2 separate regions of the Mus musculus genome follow, and region 2 is linked to region 1. A link is a contact called in public promoter capture Hi-C data. All regions are on one chromosome and are shown on one strand. The core of a region is the stretch at or near the end of the contact, and the rest is flanking DNA. Distances in the headings are between cores, read along the strand shown. Region 1 overlaps Optn (optineurin). Region 2 overlaps Cdc123 (cell division cycle 123).

What was found. Capture Hi-C pulls out chosen DNA fragments and counts their contacts.
Region 2: a contact with region 1 is called in a promoter capture Hi-C map of adipose tissue. The contact joins two enhancer-like sites. A contact is called at or near these places in 5 of 39 promoter capture datasets (the C10 cell line, cranial neural crest, frontonasal cranial neural crest and 2 more), 1 of 15 datasets of contacts at CTCF or cohesin (large pre-B cells), 1 of 115 datasets of contacts at active chromatin or transcription factors (large pre-B cells) and 2 of 9 other capture datasets (adipose tissue and embryonic stem cells).

Annotation. Positions count from the first base shown.
Region 1 is chr2:5,032,219-5,037,567 of GRCm38.p6, reverse strand. It overlaps Optn (optineurin), which reads left to right. Exons shown (of 14, transcript NM_001356487.1): 7 at 798-897; 8 at 2,485-2,600; 9 at 3,265-3,414; 10 at 4,344-4,437. Among named protein-coding and RNA genes, the nearest start is that of Mcm10, 22 kb to the right of the region's middle. Within about 2 kb of position 2,042, at least 21 of the 459 cell types and tissues checked have an H3K27ac peak or open chromatin away from gene starts, as enhancers often do. A contact at or near this core is called in adipose tissue, where this site is marked.
Region 2 is chr2:5,796,256-5,801,413 of GRCm38.p6, reverse strand. It overlaps Cdc123 (cell division cycle 123), which reads left to right. Exons shown (of 13, transcript NM_133837.5): 11 at 2,925-3,053. Among named protein-coding and RNA genes, the nearest start is that of Gm29984, 27 kb to the left of the region's middle. Within about 2 kb of position 3,508, at least 12 of the 459 cell types and tissues checked have an H3K27ac peak or open chromatin away from gene starts, as enhancers often do. A contact at or near this core is called in adipose tissue, where this site is marked.

The sequences.
Region 1 (5,349 bases), core at 793-3,292:
GCTCCGCAGTCAAGAGCATAGACTGCTCTTATAGAACACCTAAGTCCAGGCCCCCATGTGGAGTGACTCACAACTGCCTGCAACTCCAGTTCCAGGGGATCTTAAGCTCTCTCCTGACTCCTGCATTCACACACAGTTAAAAATAAAGTCTCTCACCCCTCAGAAAACTCACTGTGAGGTTTGAAAGGGTTGTTTAGTTATAGCTTCATGGTTTCCCTGGGAGCCAGTCTCTTCATTACAGTCAATTCATTACGACTCGGATTGTTCTTAAGGTATCTTGATTCCACTACTTTGTAGTCGTTCCTAAGACCGCTTTTAGTCAGCATCCTATAGAATTCCTATAGAATTCCTCATTCCAATTCAGCATCCTATAGAATTCCTCAGCTCGCCACTGTTGGATCCCATTTCCTTAACCCAGTGCCTTTCTTACTCTTTCCCCCTTAGTAAAGTACACTGTATCTCTACTGACTTACTGAGGAAGAATATGAGAAGAGAATATTTTCTGAGATCTGCCTAGCCAAAAGTCTCCCACCTCTTTGCTTCATCTGTATTCTGTATGTATTCATCTTATGTATTCATCTGTATGTATTCATCACAGGAGTTCTAGTCAGCAATAGGATAAAAGCAAGATGACTGCTAAAGAGGCAAATATAAAGAGACATTGAAGCCCTGCCTTTCTCCAGGCTCTGACACGTGCATTCGAGTGCCTCTACAGCTGCTTGTCCTCGTGTGTCTAAACAGAAAGTAAAACTTCTCTACATTCTGATGTTGTTGGTGTTTTGTTTTGTTGTTTTCAGAATTTCAGATTTTGAAAAGAAAGCAAATGGCCATTCTTCTACTGAGAAGCAGACAGCGAGGAGAGCAGACAGAGAGAAGGAGGACAAAGGCCAAGAGAGTGTGGGTACAGCACCGCCAAAGGACTGGCACGTCCCTGGCATGTCCCCGTTGGTGACGTGGTTGCTGGGTTCAAGTCTTACGTTGCACTATTTACCTTAGAAATGGAAACTTGTTTGTTTCAGAATACTTTCTACTTCTTTCGTTTTCATTTCCTTATCCTGAATTTGAAGTGCATGTCAGTAAGATGTGAACCAGTCTGTACACTCTCATATCTCTCCTTGTCTGATGGCATCTCCTGAATCCTTAAGTCCACCACCAGAAAAAGACATTTTGACTGACTTATAAGATGTCCTTTGTGAACATGAATCTGAGACTTTAGAATGGAAAGATCTTGGCTCTGTCCCAGCACTGGTAGGGAACAAAGGAATTAGCGTTTAAAAAAAAAAAAAAAAAGTTCCTGAATAACTTATGCCCTTGAGCCTGAAGAGTTTTAAGTTTAGGAAAAGTTCCTGAAGCCAGGAAATTAAAGAGTTCACAGTAGTCTGTACGAGAGACATATAGAATGATCCTTCTGTTCATGTATTCATCAGTACACACACACACTCACTCTCACACACTCACAAACACACTCACTCACATACACTCATATACACACTCACATACACACTCACACACACTCATTCACACACACACTCATACACACACACACACTCATACACATTCAACACACATACACACACACACACTCTCTCATACACTCACTCACACACACACTGGCTATGTCCTTCCTTTCCCTTTCATTTCTCTTTATTTTTTTAAATTTTGAGATTGTGTCTTATCCAGCCTAGGCTGAGCTCAGACTCACACGTAGCCTAGGAGAGGAACTACGATGTTCCCTGCCTTTGCTATGCTAGGATTACAGACGTGCAGCGGCTTCTCTGGCTCTGAGTCCCAACCTTAAGACAATGGAGAACACTGAAGACTGGTACAGTGGTGCATACCCCTATGAGTCTGGTGTCTGGTAGACTGAGGCAGTTGGATTTCAGATTTAAGGACAGCTTATGTGACAGCAAATTCCAGATCAGCATGAGTGCAAAAGCAAAACGGGGGTGGGGAAGGTGGAGAGAGAACAGGATGAGCTTACATGAAGAGAGCACGCTGCCAGAACAGCACACCGTTAACTGATGGACCAACAGTTAATGGGAAAGTATTGATGTTTCTAAGCTCGGATAAAACTCATATGCAAATTGACAACTGGCGGGCTTCCGGGAGAAGAGCTGGATAACAAATAATTACGTAAGCTAGAAGCAGACATTGGCAAGGCAATATAGTCTCGGAGTCTTTCCCCACACGAATAAAGTTATATTTTGACCTGGTGACCTGTGATCCCAGAAGCCTGAGTAGGTCCAGGTTTAGCAGTAAATCCATTATCACACAGGCCTAGACTGATAGTGGATGTGGTGCACAGAAACACAAGCTTGCCCAGACTGCTTTTCACATAAGTCACTTGGGGAAGTCTTGCGCAAATCAAGTCTACTCAGGGTTTCCGTGTTAGCTGGATATTAGTGGTCCATACTTTCTCCTCACACAAGGTCCACCTCCTCTCGAATGCTCTGTCTCACGTGAATGTCTGACATTGTCTGACAGGTTGGAAGCGAAGTGGAAACACTGAGCATTCAAGTGACCTCTCTGTTTAAGGAGCTTCAAGAGGCACACACAAAACTCAGTGAGGCTGAGCTGATGAAGAAGAGACTTCAAGAAAAGTAATAACTCATTTAATTTCCTCGCATGATTTATGAAGTGCGTTACTGTAGCAAAGCAGTTTTGTTACTGTATTAAAACAAGCAGGGACCTGATAGACGGTTCAGAAAAAGAGAACTTAGTGTTGGTGTGTATTCCTGAAGCTGTTGTCACACGGGTCATAAGGACACAAGAGGACTTGCACTGTGCTGTGAAGAGCACCAACCTCTGTAACCCCTGTACAGAGCTACATATAGTATTGTGATGTGAGAGATTTGCTGTACTTGGCATTAACACCCTGCACATAGCCATAGTGTATCTGTCTTTCGGCTCTCATAGGAGATGCTCGGGGCTTTCCTTTCCTCTTACTGGATCCTCATCAGAAATGAGAGTCTTTGTGACAGGCAGACTTTAGATTCTGAAGGGTGCCCAGGGATTTTGCTGTAATTTGCTCCTTAGTTCAGGTTGGGTAAAAATATATTAAAAATATAAGATGTTTAAAATATCCCACCCACCATAAGGCGGGAAGAAACAAAACAAGAAAGCAAACCTGAAGCAAAAAGAACAAAGTGTTTTGCCCTGTGGCCCTACCACACTCTGTACTTGATATCCTCTTGAGGATTTGTGCAGAAGCCAGGGAGAGTGACAAAGTGTTGTTTCTCCTCGGGGAATATTCATCTTTTTCAGGTGTCAGGCTCTGGAGAGGAAGAACTCTGCAACACCATCAGAGCTGAATGAAAAGCAAGAGCTCGTTTACAGTAACAAGAAGTTAGAGCTGCAGGTGGAGAGCATGCGCTCCGAAATCAAGATGGAGCAGGCCAAGACAGAGGAGGAGAAGTGAGTGTGTGCACCTGTGTGCGTGGGGTGGGGGCGGGGCGGGGGCGGGGCGGGGTGGGGCGGCAGCTCACCCAGAAGGGGAAGGACAGCTGGCCAAATACAGATGGGGTGGGGTGGGGGTGGGGGTGTACCTGGGAGTCATGGCATAAAATCTGTTTTACCATCTGGAAACTAGATGTCTAGGAGACTCCTGGACAGATTAAAGTTTTGCGTTGTAGCAAAAATAGGAAAATTATTTTTATTCTATCTTTTGAGAGAAAGACAGTCTTATGGAAGATACCATTTTCTTTGAGAGTAAGAAAAATGCTGACAAGTGGTGGCTGTAGTTTCATTTCTGTTCCATGATAAAATAGCCTGACAAAGCAACTTCGTGGACAGAGGGGTTATCTTAGCTTACACGGTCCAGCCACTCACTGGGAGGGAGTTGGCCAAGGCGCTCTGGGCTGGAAGCCCATTCACATCATGTCAAGAGCAGAGAGAAATGAATGCTTAGTTCTCAGCTTGCCTTGCCTACTTCTATTGCTTAGTTTTGTTTTTTGAGACAGGATTGGTCTGTGTTTCTCTGGCTGTCCCAGAATTCACAGAGATCCACCTGCCTCTTACACCCGAGTGCTGGGATAATCGAGAGCCCTAAGCTAGGGACTGGCCGGTGTCACTGCTTTCATGTGGCAGGTCATCCGACATGGGTAAAGGCAGTGCAGACAGTCCTCACAGACAGGCCCCTGAGCCAACCTGATGGAAGCGATCTCTCACTGAGACTTTCCTCAGGTGACTCCTGGTCCTGTCAAGCTGAGAGTTAAAAGTTGGTGGGATGGAAAAAAACCAAGAGATTTTTCTACTTGAGTTTTCAAAGTCTGTTAGGGAGACAGGAGGATGGGCTTCTGTGATATTTCCCTCATTATTCCACTTTTAATATCACATTTTAATAGGTCCAGGTTAGCCACTCTGCAGGCAACTCACAACAAGCTCCTTCAAGAACATAATAAGGCACTGAAAACAATTGAAGAACTAACCAAGCAACAGGTATTTACAGAGCAAAGGTACTTCCATAGCCTGGGGATTGAACCACCAAATGACCCCTCAACTAAATCCACTCTCAAGAACTGCTTTGCGGTTATCAGTTGTAACAGAATTATTATAGCTTTTCACCTCAGCTTGTATATAAAACGTGACTTGTGTATGGAGGGGGTGCTGATGTCTCCAGGCAGGGCAAGGGCTTTTCCTACTTCCCGAGGGTGTGTCTGTAGGAAAGCTGAGAGCCTGGGCTCCTTGTCAACAGTGGAGCGAGACAGCTAGCTATAGCCATCTACTGGCTGAGACTGTGCAAGGCCATCTTGCCTGCTGGCACTGAACTTGGAACCCTGGTTTTACAGCATTTAGTTTAAATTAGTAAGGATGTTCGAATAAGCCTAGGGCCTCTTGCATATTTGGCAAATGTTCTACTATTGAGCTACACCCTCCTGCCTTCCCTCTTACAGGGTCTCAGAGTTACTTGAGCAGACCTTGAACTTGCAAGCCTACTGCTCAATCTCCTGAGTAGTTACGATTACAGGTCTCTGACATAAGCACCATGTTTTCTTTTCCTTTTCCAGAGGGGGCAGGGTGTAGGGGGTGGGGTCCATGTACATATTGGCATGTTCATGTGGAAGTCAAAAGCTGACTTTGGTATTTTCTTTGAGACAGGCCACTTTAGTTTCTGAGGGTCTCTCTTATTGAAGCTTACCAATTGGCTAGGCTGGCCAGCCAGCAAACCAGGCACCCTCCTGTCTCTGCATCCCCAGGACTAGGGTTGCAAGCAAGAGTTATCACCATATCTACCTTTTAGATGGATGCTGAGGAACTGGCCTCAGATCTCATACACACAGCAGGCACTAGGGACTGGGTAATCCCCCAGGCCTTTTTACTTCATTAAAAAACAAAAAAATTTTATAACTC
Region 2 (5,158 bases), core at 2,259-4,758, 760 kb before region 1:
AGCATCTAGGCAGTTAGAACAGGGTAAAACCAGCCTTTTGTCTAGAACACGCTCCCTTCCCGGAAGGCTTTTATTATCATTTAGTTCTGTATCTCAGTCTGTATATGCTGTGGGGTAAGTGTTATCTGCCTGCAGTGTATAGATACTAAACTAGTTATTTCATATCGGCAGTTGAAAATGTTGGAACCTGCCAAGCTGCCTCCTGTCCCTGGCAAATGTCCTGATCACTAACTCAGTGGGGCTGACAGGTAGACGCAGCTGTTTAGCCTGTAAAAGAGTTGAGGAATTAAAGTGAAGTTGGACGAGTATATAAGTAATGGTAGCTGAGATCCTGCAGATCTGAAAAAGAGTTCATTTTTAAAAGCGAGAAGCATGCCAGTCTAAACATCCTGACAGTTTCCGTTCCGAGATTTAGACCATATTGTAAAACCCATTTGCATTTACTCAATGGTACGTGTATCAGAGTTTGTTAGACACTTTCTTGAATATATTATTTTGTGGCTATTCTTGTAGAAAGCTCACTCGTGTCTGTAAGTAGTTTGGCTCGTGACATATAACTGAAGTGTTTGTACCTAGTGACACTTTGGCGTGTCTATGTTTATTGTTGTTGGGCAACTTGATTCAGGGCTGTAGAGTCTTAACTGTTCTATGCACATCAGGTCAGTAGCCCACCCATTCTGTGAGTCTAGGATGGACACTGGGTAAGGTTTCAGAAGCCCCCTCAGGGATGATGATGTACGGCTAGAATTTAAAATCCTTATTTACATTGTGTGTGTGTATATAAGAGAGAGACACACAGAGGCAGAAGGTGGGGGGGTTTCACTGCATAGCTCTAGCTAGCTCAGAACTCACTATGTAGAGCAAGTTGGCCTGGAACTCACAAAGATCCATCTGCCTCTTATTTTAGAGTCTTAGAAAATCAATGTTGTTCCTTTCTAGTCTTTTCCCTGTGACTTGTGTTGCTGATAACTTGTTTTATTGCTTTCTGGACAGAATGTTGTTTAATTTTGAGTCTTGCTATTGTAAGTTTGGCTTTGTAACTTGATCATGCCAAACAAAGGAAGTCCAGCGTGTGCTGTGTTCTGCAGACTCATGGATCTAGACCAGGCTTGTTGCTGAAATATGTAGCTTTGGAAGCAAACGCGCATCCTTTTCAGATCAAACACATTTTCGGGGAAGGGATAGAATTACAGATGAGCAATACTGGCAGGGGTTCTTTGTGCTATTTCTTTATTTTTTATATGGAGACTTTATCACATGGGGAAAAAATCTTTCCCAATTTTTTTTCCTTTGGCCACTTGATTTTTTAGTTATTGAGCAACCGTGCATGTTAAAATCTTTTGGTTTCTAATTGTGTTGGTTTTTTAGTAATATATTTTGAAGTTGTGTTTTTAGATAACACTAATTCTATTTTGATGAAACATGATATAAATAAAAGGAGGAAATTTGGGTTTTGGCTCACTGTTTCAGAGGTTTCTGGCGGTGGCCACTAGGCCCCATCACTGTGAGCCTTTGGGGTGTGAGACATCAGAGAGGGGGCCGGGGAACAGAGCTGCGCTGATGGGCTTTTGTTTGCTTTTTCCCCTTGAGGGCCCTATTTGGAGTTTGTGGGTCTGCCCCTCAGGAGCTGCCTTTGGTAGCTGTCCTCTGTGGACACGCCTCAGCGGTATACTCTGAAGTGTGTCTCACCAGTCTCCAATCAAGTTGACGATGGAGATTAACCATAGCAGATCATTTCAATCAAAACCTTATCATTAAGTAGGGACCTTTTCTATTCCTAATACTAATTGGGCTTTTGTATGTTTTTCATTATATATTTTATCTGATATTAGTAGTGCTGCAGGCTTGGGTTTGTTTTGAGAATTATTCATTGTTTCTAATGCTTTCATGTTTAGCTGTCTTATATACAGATTGCTGCTGGGTTATTTTGATCTCTTGCTGTGTGATTTCTTTTTGATCTCGTTGGTGTTTGTTCACATACTTGTTGCAGTGTGGATCCAATTTTGTCTTTTTCTAGACATCCTACTCCCTTTGGTCAAAAGGGAGGGCTTTATGCCAGCTCTTTATCTGGCTTTTTGACCAATGGCTAGTATTATTTAGTATTACTTCACATAGTCTAAGAATATAGAAGTGGGTACCAGACTGATGTGTGCAAATGGCTCAAGTGGCAAAAGAAACTGATAGGATTTCTCTTGGGGGTTATACAAAATAGAAACCTTACTCATGTGACACATGGTGAAAACTTGAAAAGGCTCCATGCCATTGGTTGGATATTTCTAAAGCAAGCCCTATTAAGGCATCTCCTCTAAAATTGTGTTTTAACTTAGACAAAATGCTGTCTCTCAGCATTCTCCTTTGGCATGTCCAAATGTGTGCGCACACGGGTTGGGGGCGGGGATGGAGCATGAGTGAACATAAACCAGAGGAACAAAGATAAGAATGTCAGGAGCCATGTCTGCCGTGTGTCCTAAGTGGCTCTGCAATCAAATGCATGGGCTCTGATTTCCTGGACTGCACATACTCTGTGCTGACCACAGAGCAGGGAGGCATCCCCACTCAGCTCACTTGAACAGGGTGGACGAGAAAGCCCTTTTCAGAGATTGATAGTCCTCTTCCCTTCATATGCTTTCAAGTTCTGTCATACACACAGGATGTGCTACATGGATGACCTGTAAGGGAAAATACAGGAAAATGCCTTTTGTTTTGTTTTGTTTTTCGAGACAGGGTTTCTCTGTGCAGCCCTGGCTGTCCTGGAACTCACTCTGTACACCAGGCTGACCTTGAACTCACAGAGATCTACCTGCCTTTGCCTCCTGAGAGGAAAATACCTTTTAAATAAGAGAGCATAGGTTGTGTTTGCTTTATTTTATACTTAGCTGGGTTTGATTGGTTGGTTTTTGTTTGTTTTCTTCTGTCTGTTCTAGGGGAAGGTGTGGCTCATTGACTTTAATCCATTTGGGGAGGTCACAGACTCACTGTTGTTTACTTGGGAAGAGCTAACATCTGAGAACAACCTACGTGGTGAGGTCACTGAAGGAGATGCTCAGGAGCAGGTGAGACCGACCATTTCCGTCTGTTCACCCCTCCCTTGATGTGCATACTTAGGACCTGGACCACTAGGAAAGGGTCAAGTAGACACAGCTTCACTAGCCCTTCCTTCCTGTCACAGTGTTAAAGGGGCGTCCACGTGGCTCAGGCCCTTCCCTGGAAAGCTGACTTTTTCTGCTTATTCTACTTTTATTATCTCTGCCTGTCATGTTCACTTGGAAAAACCTTCACCCTTGAGATTCACACAATGGCTTCTCTGGTCCTTGCTCCCCGCTGAGTAATCACAGAGAGCAGTGGCAACATGTCCGTCTCGTCACAGTGTCACCTCTGCTTTCATGACCACTGTCTGGCCAGCTGTCATCTCAGTTGGTCCCAGGCTGGTCCCACTTCTCTTGGCTCCTCTCCTCATCTAGCCGTTGTTCCTGCCTTCCTCTCCGCAGATCCTCTCAGTTCCTCTAGAAACAAAACCTTCTCAGCCCAGTCCTCTGCAGAGCTGACCCTTGTCTGCCCTACGCCCTGAGCTCTCTCTGGTTCTCAGCCTCTTTTCTGTCTGCTCCTGTCCGTTAGGGTTCAGCCAAGTTCACGTAGATCCCATCTGAATTTTTTTTCTTTAAGCACATTTTTCACTCACTACACTCTTCCTTTCTCCCATCTTCTCAGCTAGCTTATCTTTAAATACATTTATATTACCCTTTTTTACCCTTAAACAAAAGAATATGTGCTTGTCTGAGGAGCAAAGTTCACCGTTTCCGGGAGAGGAAGAGGCAGACTCAGTGGTAGCTGCAGCTACATTGACCTTGCTCAAGTGAACAACCTCTGGCCATGCTCGTGCTCAGGCAGGGACCCTAAGTAAGTCCAGCTGTGGAACAGCTGTGAGAGCTTCTGAGCTGCGTCTCAGCGCAGCCGCTCCCCTCGTCTCTTGCTACCTGCCCTCACTTTGTCAGTCCTCTGGCAGCCAGCTTCTGTCCTACCACTCTGTAGACCCTGCCCCTGGCAAGGACCCTAAGTGGCTTTTAACCTCTGGTGAGGGACAGACACACAGCCCTTCTCTTAGTGAGTCCCAACAGGCACCTTCCTGCTCCGACACTGTTTCTTCTCTTGAGAGATACACTCTCCTTTTCTGCTTTTCTGCCGTCTTGGCCTTCACGAGGAGCGTGCTGTACCTCGCCCATCCTCCCATTGCTTTGATCATTCCTCTGTCCTGCGCCATCTTTGGCCCTTCCTTTGCATCTCTGAGTCAGAGCAATGCTTAGCCTAATGAGCTCCTCGACAAACCATTTCTAGTCCCTGTTGATTCCAGTACTGCCTCCTGCATTAGACTCAGGTTTTCAAAGGAGGGGCTAGCACAGTGCCAAGCCCTGTTCATGTTTGTCATGTCAACCAGTGAAGGGATATTGTTCTAGCTAGCCATTAAATTGAAAGATGGGAAGAGGCCGTAAGTTAAGCAGGAGAGACACAGTTGTTGAACAGAAGTGGTTTTACAGGACTAATCTCTGTGCACATGGTCTCTTACTTACTTGTAAATCTTAGCAATTGGGCCTTGGCAGCATTTGGTTCTGGCTCCTTCCCTAGCATGTGCCCTGCTTGTCCCTGGACCACAGGGACGAGCACCTCCCTCTACTCCAGAAAGCTAGGAAGCCCAGCTCTGCTGGGAATTCTGTGCTCTAGCTGTCTCCAAAGACTGCTCTGTGCCTTGTTTGGCTCTCAGCCCAGGTGCCCCTTAGCGAGATCACCCCTCTAAAGACATCCTCCTTGTTCACCGTCTTAGCAAATTGCCCAGTTCTTGGTGTCCCTAACTCTTCTCACTGTGAGACACAGTCTAGCTCACGCTCTTGCTCACTTACTGACCATCTGTCTGTCTCCCAGTCTCACCACTTATACCCCATTCCCAGAACAAAGTCCAGCACACAGCCGATGATGTGTGTCAGGTGACTGCTTCATCTGTGTAAGATGTGGCTGCTTTCTGGGGCTTCCTGGTGCCAGTGTATTCTAGTTCCTGTCTTGTCTTCCTCTGCTGGACACCAACCATCCTCACCTAGATTTCTGCCACCTGGGAACTCCAAAGTCAAGGCTTTCTGTCTGGAGTCCTTTTTGGCTTAAGGCAACATAT